Regions from separate parts of the Oryctolagus cuniculus genome. Here region 1 is linked to region 2. A link is a contact called in public Micro-C data. All regions are on one chromosome and are shown on one strand. Each heading gives the region's core, a stretch centred on a gene start, on an enhancer-like site or on the middle of the called end of the contact. The rest is flanking DNA. Distances are from core to core; before and after follow the strand shown. Region 1 holds the start of TTPAL (alpha tocopherol transfer protein like). Region 2 overlaps LOC103352375 (a long non-coding RNA gene).

Region 1 (4,063 bases), core at 621-3,120, 370 kb before region 2:
CACAATGGCCGGAGCTGAGCCGATCCGAAGCCAGGAGCCAGGAGTTTCTTCTGGGTCTCCCAGGTGGGTGCAGGGGCCCAAGCACTTGGGCCATCTTCCACTGCTTTTCCAGGCCGTAACAGAGAGTTGGATCGGAAGCGGAGCAGCCAGGACTTGAACCATATGGGATGCCAGCACTGCAGGTGGCGGCTTTCCCCGCTACACCACAGCGCCGGCCCCCCAACTTACAATTTCTTAACTTTAGATGGTTGGAAAGCATACACGCACAATCGTTCTATTTTTCACTTTCAGTACGGTACTCAGTAACTACATGGCACGTTCAATATTTTATTATAAAACAGGCTGTGTTGGATGACTTTGCTCAACTAGGGCCTGAGTGTTCTGGACATGTTGAAAGCAGGCTAGGCTGAGCTATGATGTTTGATGATTCAAATGCATCTTCAATTCACGATACTTTGAGCTTCCGGTGGGTCCATCAGTGCGAAACCACGTGGTAAGTTAGGTGGCATCTGTGTTGGCTGCAAGCTGCCCTGGAGTAAGGGAAAGCCTTCTGGGTGAAGTGACTCCTGAGGCTCAGTTCTCAGGAAACGGGGACACAGCCAGGAACGGAGCAGCGAGGGGGATGGGTGTGCTGGCCCCACAAGGGCTCACGAGGACACACGTGCTCATTCCTCTCCGGGAAGTGTCTAAAAATAGAATTCTTGGGAATCAAGTGCTTCCAGAGGCACCCACATTCCTGAGCCAAGTTCTAGAACATTCTGGAACATTCACTTCCCAGACTCATGTTGGAGAAGTCCATCTCGCGGTGACTGGCAGGTTGAACAGACTGTGACGTAATCAAAGTGCACTGTTATTTTTGTCTCCTGATGCCCCTTCTGAATGTGTTCCATGAAGAAATACTTTCCCGACCTCTGGGCGCAAACTCACCCCCATTCTTCCTCTCGGCGAACAGACAGTTCTGTGGCCACTTCCATCCTGACCACATCCCAGTTTAGAAATCAGAACATCAGAGGCCGGCTCTGTGGCTCAATAGGCTAATCCTCCGCCTTGCAGCGCCGGCACACTGGGTTCTAGTCCCAGTCAGGGCGCCGGATTCTGTCCCAGTTGCCCCTCTTCCAGGCCAGCTCTCTGCTGTGGCCCGGGAGTACAGTGGAGGATGGCCCAAGTGCTTGGGCCCTGAACCCCATGGGAGACCAGGAGAAGCACCTGGCTCCTGCCTTCGGATCAGCGCAGTGCGCCAGCCGCAGCGGCCATTAGAGGGTGAACCAACGGCAAAGGAAGACCTTTCTCTCTGTCTCTCTCTCTCTCACTGTCCACTCTGCCTGTCCAAAAAAAAAAAAAAAAAAAAAGAAAGAAAAAAGAAATCAGAACATCGGGTTAAGCTACTGATCAAAACTCCCAGTCCAATTTCGGTTTCAACCTTCTTTGCTCCTTCAATTAAGACCCATGGGGGAGAGGCAGTCATGGGGGGGTTGGGGGGGCGTCCTTTTCTACATCTCCCCTCCCCTCCCCTGCAAGAGGGGAGAGGAAGGGTCTCCCTTCAGCTGTCACCATCCTGGCTGGCTTCCAGCTGTCTTTGCCCAGCAGGCATTTATTGTGGGACACCGTTGTGGTCTCCAGGGAGATGGGCAGGGTCCCTCTCACCCTTGGGGGTGCACCTCTCCTGCTGGGGCTCCCTTGTAACTCCCTTCTTGGCCCATAGAAATCTGGGAGCCGACTCCAGCTTCTTTTTGTGTCACCCGCTTGCCCCTCCAGGGGGAACTATGGGACAGGACCCAAGCTGACCCTATGTGGGCGCACTCATGTGGGTTCTCTGCACACGGCAGGTCCGCGGAGACACACAAGCAGCCTTTAGCAGGAACCGCCCTGAGCGTGGACGGACAGCGCATCCACCCTGCAGCTCCTTCGCCGAGGCAGCAGGCAACCCGTTTCCCAGCCTCCAGATACCCCTGCCCTCACCAGGCCCCAGGACCCCACAGGTAACAAAAGACACGAGTTTTCAGTGACCACAGCCACATTTTAGCAGCTGTAAGCTTTGGACTATGCCTTTGCAAGATGATCACTGGTTGTCAGCACAGAGCCTTCTAGAAACATTGCACCCACCTCCCTGAGCCTCAATTTTCTTGTATCCTTGGTGCAGTGACAATAGGGTTAATGCAGGACTGAGAGATAGAGCGAATTCACATTCACGCTCGGATTCCAGTCGCAGACCTGCAGCTCCGTCTCTGTGCTGCCATTTCCCAGGGGCTTGTGCATCTCTGGGTCTGTTTTCTCCTCTATCAAACGGTTCCCGTGAGAGCCCCCACTCCATAGCATCTCCGTGGGGCTGGTTGAGTAAATGTGTCGTCAGGGCCTAGCACCACGCTGAGAGTTACACATGCAGCCAAGGTGGGCTGGACAGGCTCTGTGGCTGCTGCTGATGGAGCAGGGGAGGTGGGACCCCTCCCTGCCAGGCCCTGTTTTGGAATGCTTCAGCCTGGCTGCAATCCAGGGCCCTGGGAACGGAGAGGACATGCTGTCCCTCCCAGCAGCCATGCCGATCCAGGTTAGGAAATCAGCGTGTGACCGCAGAGCACAGCTGGGCATGGCTTCACCCCAGCCTGCTGGCTGCTGGCTGGCTCTGTTCTAGGTCCTGATCCCAAGGCTTGCGAGCGCAGGGTTGGCACACCAAGAAGCGCGAGTCTCTGGCTCCTCAGGCATGCCGGCTCATGGATCACAAGCTTCACGTGACCCTCGGATTGCGGTCAGGCTGTCTGGGGCTTGGCAAGCGTCAGCCCCGGTCTGCACACTTCTCAAGCCACCCCAGGCTGCAGGCCACTGGTTGGGCAACGCATGACCTCGGGCTGGCAGCCCCGGCAGGTGAGCACTGTCTGAGCGTATAGAACATTTTGTTCTTTCGAATTCCAAGAGCCAGAGGATGAACTTTTCCCAGCCTCAATTCACCCCCCTGCCCACCTCCACCCCACGCCACTTACTTAATTTGTAACTTTGGGCCAGGTCCTTCACCTCGCCGAGCTGCCCGTGTTCCCGATCATCCAGTGCAGATCAACAAGTGCCTCTGCCGGTCGGGGCAGTCGAGAGACTCAGAGAGTGACAGCCTGGCAGACATGGAGCGCGCACGCGTGCGTGTGTGTGTGTGCGTGCAAGTGCCCACGCATGCACTATGGTTTGGATGTGATTCGGTGTGTTCAGGGCAGTTGTGAGACTTGGGGAAGGAGTTATAGCCGTTGCACGCACACTGGCAGGCACTCAGCGTGTGTGTGTGTGTGTGTGTGTGTGTGTGTGTGTGATGGCTTGGATATGGCTTAGCATGTCTCCAAGGTTCATGTGTTGAAGGTGCCAGCATGCTGGAGTAGGAGGTGATGGTGGGACCTAGCGGGAGACCCTGGGGCACTGTCCTCCAGGGAATCAACAGAAGGCATGAACAGATTTCTCATGAGCCCCATGAATCCTTGTACGAGGACTTGTTATCAAGAGCAAACCAGCTCTCCCCACTCTCCGACTCCTGTCCACTGTGCGACCTCTCCTTTTCCCATGGGCTCACACCATGAGGCCTTCCCCAGAGCTGAGCAGAAGGCAGCTCTTGAACCTCCCAAACAGTGAGCTCGGTAAACCCCTTTTCTTTATAATGTGCCTCGGGCACTGTTACAGCAACAGAAAGCAGGCTAATACAGGGGTTATTATCGCGATCAGGGGCAATAGCCACCAAGTAGAAAACAGTGCAGTCTACTCACTGTAGTGACTGAGAACGCAAACACAGGAGGCAGCCAGCCTGGGCTCGCCACCTGTGTGGCCACAGGCAGCTGCTCAACAGGACTCGGATCACCAGGAACAACGCCTGGCACACAGTGATCACCTGATAATCATGAACTATGGTTAATAATAACGATAGTGATGCTGCTGGAACAGCACAGATGGGGGATTTGGATAGTGTTCACATGGAAGTCCTATTTAGTGAGCACCTACTATGTACCTGGTGCTGCTGGAACCACCATGTATGGCCATGTATGTGTACATGAATTCACACACACATGCACCCACTTAGACAGGTACTTCTGTTTTC
Region 2 (4,198 bases), core at 921-3,420:
TTCTGAAAATACTTTAAGAATCGAAGGGGCTTAAACAACAGGAGTTTATTCGCTTACAGTTCTGAAGGCTGGAAGTGCGAGAGCAGGGTGCCAGGACGGTCAGTTCTGATGAGGGCTCTCCTCCCGGCTTGTGTGTCCTCACATGGTGGGGAGAGAGATCAGCAGCATGCAACACAAATCTTCAAACCCATGCAAGGCAAGCAGTCACCACTGAACTCATGATAGAATTGAACTATTTAGACAAATATACAATAATCAAGTTATAAAAGACACGGAACAAAATCTACCACTTAAAACAGCAACAAAAATGCTAAAATACCCAGGGACTAATCTATGAAAAATGTGCCAGACCTTTATAAAGAAAGTTGTAACTCTACTGTGAGACAAATAGAGGTATATATCACCTTCCTGGATGGGAAAGACACAATACCCAAAAGGAATCAATTCTCCTAAAAAAAAAAAAAAAAAAAAAAAAAAAAAGAAAGAAAAGAAAGAAAGAAATTCTCCTAATGCAGACACATAAATTCAATGGAAGTCCAATAAAATGCCACAAGAATTGTTCAAAGGAGTTGATCAGCTGATTCTAAAATTCACAAAGGGAGGCGTTCAGCCTGGTGATTAAGACACTGGTTAGGATGCCTGCCGCTAAGACCAGCAGGTCAAGCTGCCACCTGCGAAGCTGGAATCCCATATGAGTGCTGGTCTGAGTTCTGGCTGCTCTGCTTCCAGTGCGGCTCCCTGCTAATGCACCTGTGAAGGCAATGAAGATGGCTCAAATGCTTGGGAATTAAAATTAAAATTCACATGGAAGAATAGTTATGCAAGTATAAAAAAGGATACTATTGAAAAAAATAGAGGAACAACTTGCCTTACCAGATATTAAAGCACGGAGTAGATTTTCAGTAATTAAAACAGAATAGTGGGGCCAGCACTGTGGCGCAGAGGGTTAACGCCCTGGCCTGAAGCACCGGCATCCCATATGGGTGCTGTTTCGAGACCTGGCTGCTCCACTTCCAATCTAGGTCTTTGCTATGGCCTGGGAAAGCAGTAGAAGATGTCCCAAGTCCTTGGGCCCTTGTACCCGCATGGGAGACCGGAAGAAGTTCCTGGCTCCTGGCTTCAGATCAGCACAGCTCCTGCCATTGTGGCCAATTGGGGAGTGAACCATTAGATGGAAGACCTCTCTCTCTCTCTCTCTCTCTCTCCCTCCCTCCCTCCCTCCCTCCCTCCCTTCCCCCACCCCCTTTCCTCTCTCTGTGTAATTCTGAATTTCAAATAAATAAATAAATCTTTAAAAAAAGAAAGAAACAGAATAGCTCTGGCACTAGAATTTACAAACCAATCAGTGAGAAAAGAATCCAGCAATGAATTTATAAAGATACACTGAAATGTTATTTCAAATAATGGGGAAATGATTAATTATTCCAGAAATGCTCCTGTGACAACTGGATATCCATTTGGGAAAACAAGCTAATTTGCTCATACCCCATACCATTTTCAAATATAAATCCCAGGTGGATGAAAGAACTAACTATAAAAGTCATAAAACTATCAGAAAAAAAAAAAAAAACAAGCAGGATACACTGATCATGTGGAGTGGAAAGCTTTCCTTAAACAAGACATAAGACAAAAGCCATCCAGGCAAAGACTGATTAAATTATTGCCTCAACACTTCAAGAGCCTTTTGGCAAAGCAAAGACAAGTGACACACTGTGGGGTAAGATTTACAAAAGATTTCTATCCAGTTCATCAAGAGAGAGTCAACTCAGAAAACAGGGAGGCGACATCTAGGTAGGGGAGAGGAGATACAAAGTGCATAGAAGTACATGGAAAGATGTGCAGCTCCGCTAGCCATTAGGGTCGTGCAAACTGGAAAGACAGTCAAGTACAACGTCAAACAGTTCAGTCCTTCCTTGTGCTGGGTGGGGGAGGGTGGCTGGGTGGCTGCTATTTGCTCCTTCAGGTTTGTTCTCTGCGCTTTCCCGCCTCCTCTGCACTCCGGGAGGCAGACAGGACAGGGTCCTTCCGTCGTCTGGTTGGGGTCAGCCCAGTAGGAGACACAGGGAAGAGGCTCAAGGCATTTACTCCCTCTTTTCCCTCCCTGCAAGGCTGACTTCACGCGTCCTCCTGCCCGGACCCGTGACTTCTCCTCCAGATTCTAACAGTGCTCTGCCCTTGCGCAGTATTGGCAGGGTTCCTCTGGAGAGCTTCTCTCCAGCTATTCCACTTCTCCGTACCCACCCCAGAGAATCGGCTGCACATAAGCACAAAGGGCAAGTATGAGGATATTTGCTACACCCTTGTCTGCAATAATACCAAACTGGAAATGACTTAAATGTCTTCAACTAGAGAAAGAGCTAAATAAATGATAGTACTTCCCATTTTACGGCATGCTCTGCCATGGCTGAAAACTCAAATGGATTTATTTGTATAATGTGGGAAGACCTCTAAGGCACATTTTTTTGCATGAAGAAAGCAAGATTCAGAGCCATAATAAATTATGCAGAAGTGATATCTCTTTCTATAGCTTTACGTATTCCATAGAAGTATGGGAAACTTCACGGCCGCTCCCTGTGGAGGCACAATACCCCACCTCCACCCCTCTGAAGTCACACGCGGCTATACGACTTGCTTTGCCCAGGCGAGTGTGAGACAGAGAGACGTGGGAGACCCCCCAACAGAGGCTTTGAGAGGCTCCACTGTTCTTTTCCCTCTGCCCTGAGATCAGTACATCCCAGCTGCCCTTTCAAGCTGTGTCCTGACATCACGGAAGCTGCCCTAGGACAAAAACATGAGATGATCAAGCCAGACGCTTTTGTGACTGTGAGACGCTGGGGTTCTGAGGATGTTTGTCACTGCAGCAGAACCTGACCTGCCATGACTAACTGGTGCACGCTGTTCGGCAACGGCAGTTACTCCCGTGGAGGGGAAGCGGCGCTGGGGGTTGGTGATCACCTTTTATCCTTAATATTTTCATTTTCTTACACTGAAAATATATTCCTACATCACTATGTAGTAAAAATACATTATTTAAAATGAATACAGCAGGTGCCTTCTTATTTAAAATTAAATGCTAAAAAATATCATTCTCAAAATACGCACACAAACACCCAATAAATTAATGGTTCTCTTTGCCCAGGTGGCACTCCAAAGGAGGAGACTGGAGGCGGAGAGCTCTGTGAACTTTACGAAGCAAGAGGAGGTACTGGCGCATGACAGTGTCTTGCCACTTTCTCTGCAGGTAGAAATCGGCAGAGCCTAGCCACACTGTGAAACTTATTTCTGGTTCAGCTATCATGAAATGGAAATGCAGATTCGGAATCTCTTCCTTCCCCCACACTGATGATGCCGACCTTTCCAAGGACCTTAGTTCTGTGAGAATCAAGGTGATTGTATGACCAGGACTGAATTCAGCGAGTCTAGAATTCTGATCTCCTGGACACAGCCTGCCCTTCTCAGGTGAGGTTAGCAAGAGCTGTAGGAGCTCTGTTTTGTTTGTTTTTCTTTTTCCCTCAGTTATTTGTCCTCGTGGAGAGGTGAACTGGTCCTCATCACAGGGACGCAGGAGCTCTGCTTCTAACCACAGCCACAGATCTCTCTGAGTCAGGGGCTCAGCCCTTTTCCCACTAAAATGAAAAGCCAACATTGGATGGGCTGAACATCAACGATCTCACGTGAACTGACATGTCATGGATTACCGTGCAACTTTAACTTCTCGTTCACCCCAAACATCAACCCTCTTATCTTTGTTATTTAGTTAGTTAGTTAGTTGTAAGGTACAGAGAGTGAGGGCTCCTACGTTTACTGGTTCACTCCTCCAAATGCCTGCAACAGCCAGGGCTAGGCCAGGCCACATCAAAGCCAGGAGCCCAGAACTTGGTCGAGGTCTCCCAGGTGGGTGGCAGGGATCCAAGTCCTCAAGCCTTTACCTGCTGTCTCTCAGAGTGTGCATTAGCAGGAAGCTGGGTTGGATGCAGAATCAGGACTCAAACCCAGTGACTCTGATATGGGCTGTGGGCATCCCAAGCAACAGCTTAATCACTGTGCCAAATGCCCACCCATGAACAAAACTCAAAGTGCCAGATTTTTTCTCTATAAAGTACAAGCAGCATGGGAAAGGCTGTAAGAACCAGAATTGGCTCAGCAGTTAAGACAGCACTTGGGGCACCTGCATCCCATATTGGAATGCCACAATTCA

What was found. A called contact is a pair of places that touch in the nucleus more often than the background predicts.
Region 1: a Micro-C map of ear pinna shows a contact between it and region 2, with 5 times the contacts expected there. The contact joins the promoter of TTPAL here to the enhancer-like site in region 2. A contact is called at or near these places in 2 of 6 Hi-C or Micro-C datasets (ear pinna and an unstated tissue).

What each region holds. Positions count from the first base shown.
Region 1 is chr11:14,659,767-14,663,829 of mOryCun1.1, reverse strand. It overlaps TTPAL (alpha tocopherol transfer protein like), which reads left to right and starts at 1,870. Exons shown (of 5, transcript XM_051845016.2): 1 at 1,870-1,979.
Region 2 is chr11:14,285,048-14,289,245 of mOryCun1.1, reverse strand. It overlaps LOC103352375 (a long non-coding RNA gene), which reads right to left. Exons shown (of 7, transcript XR_011379868.1): 3 at 58-232. Among named protein-coding and RNA genes, the nearest start is that of YWHAB, 13 kb to the right of the region's middle. Within about 2 kb of position 2,170, at least 1 of the 8 cell types and tissues checked has an H3K27ac peak or open chromatin away from gene starts, as enhancers often do.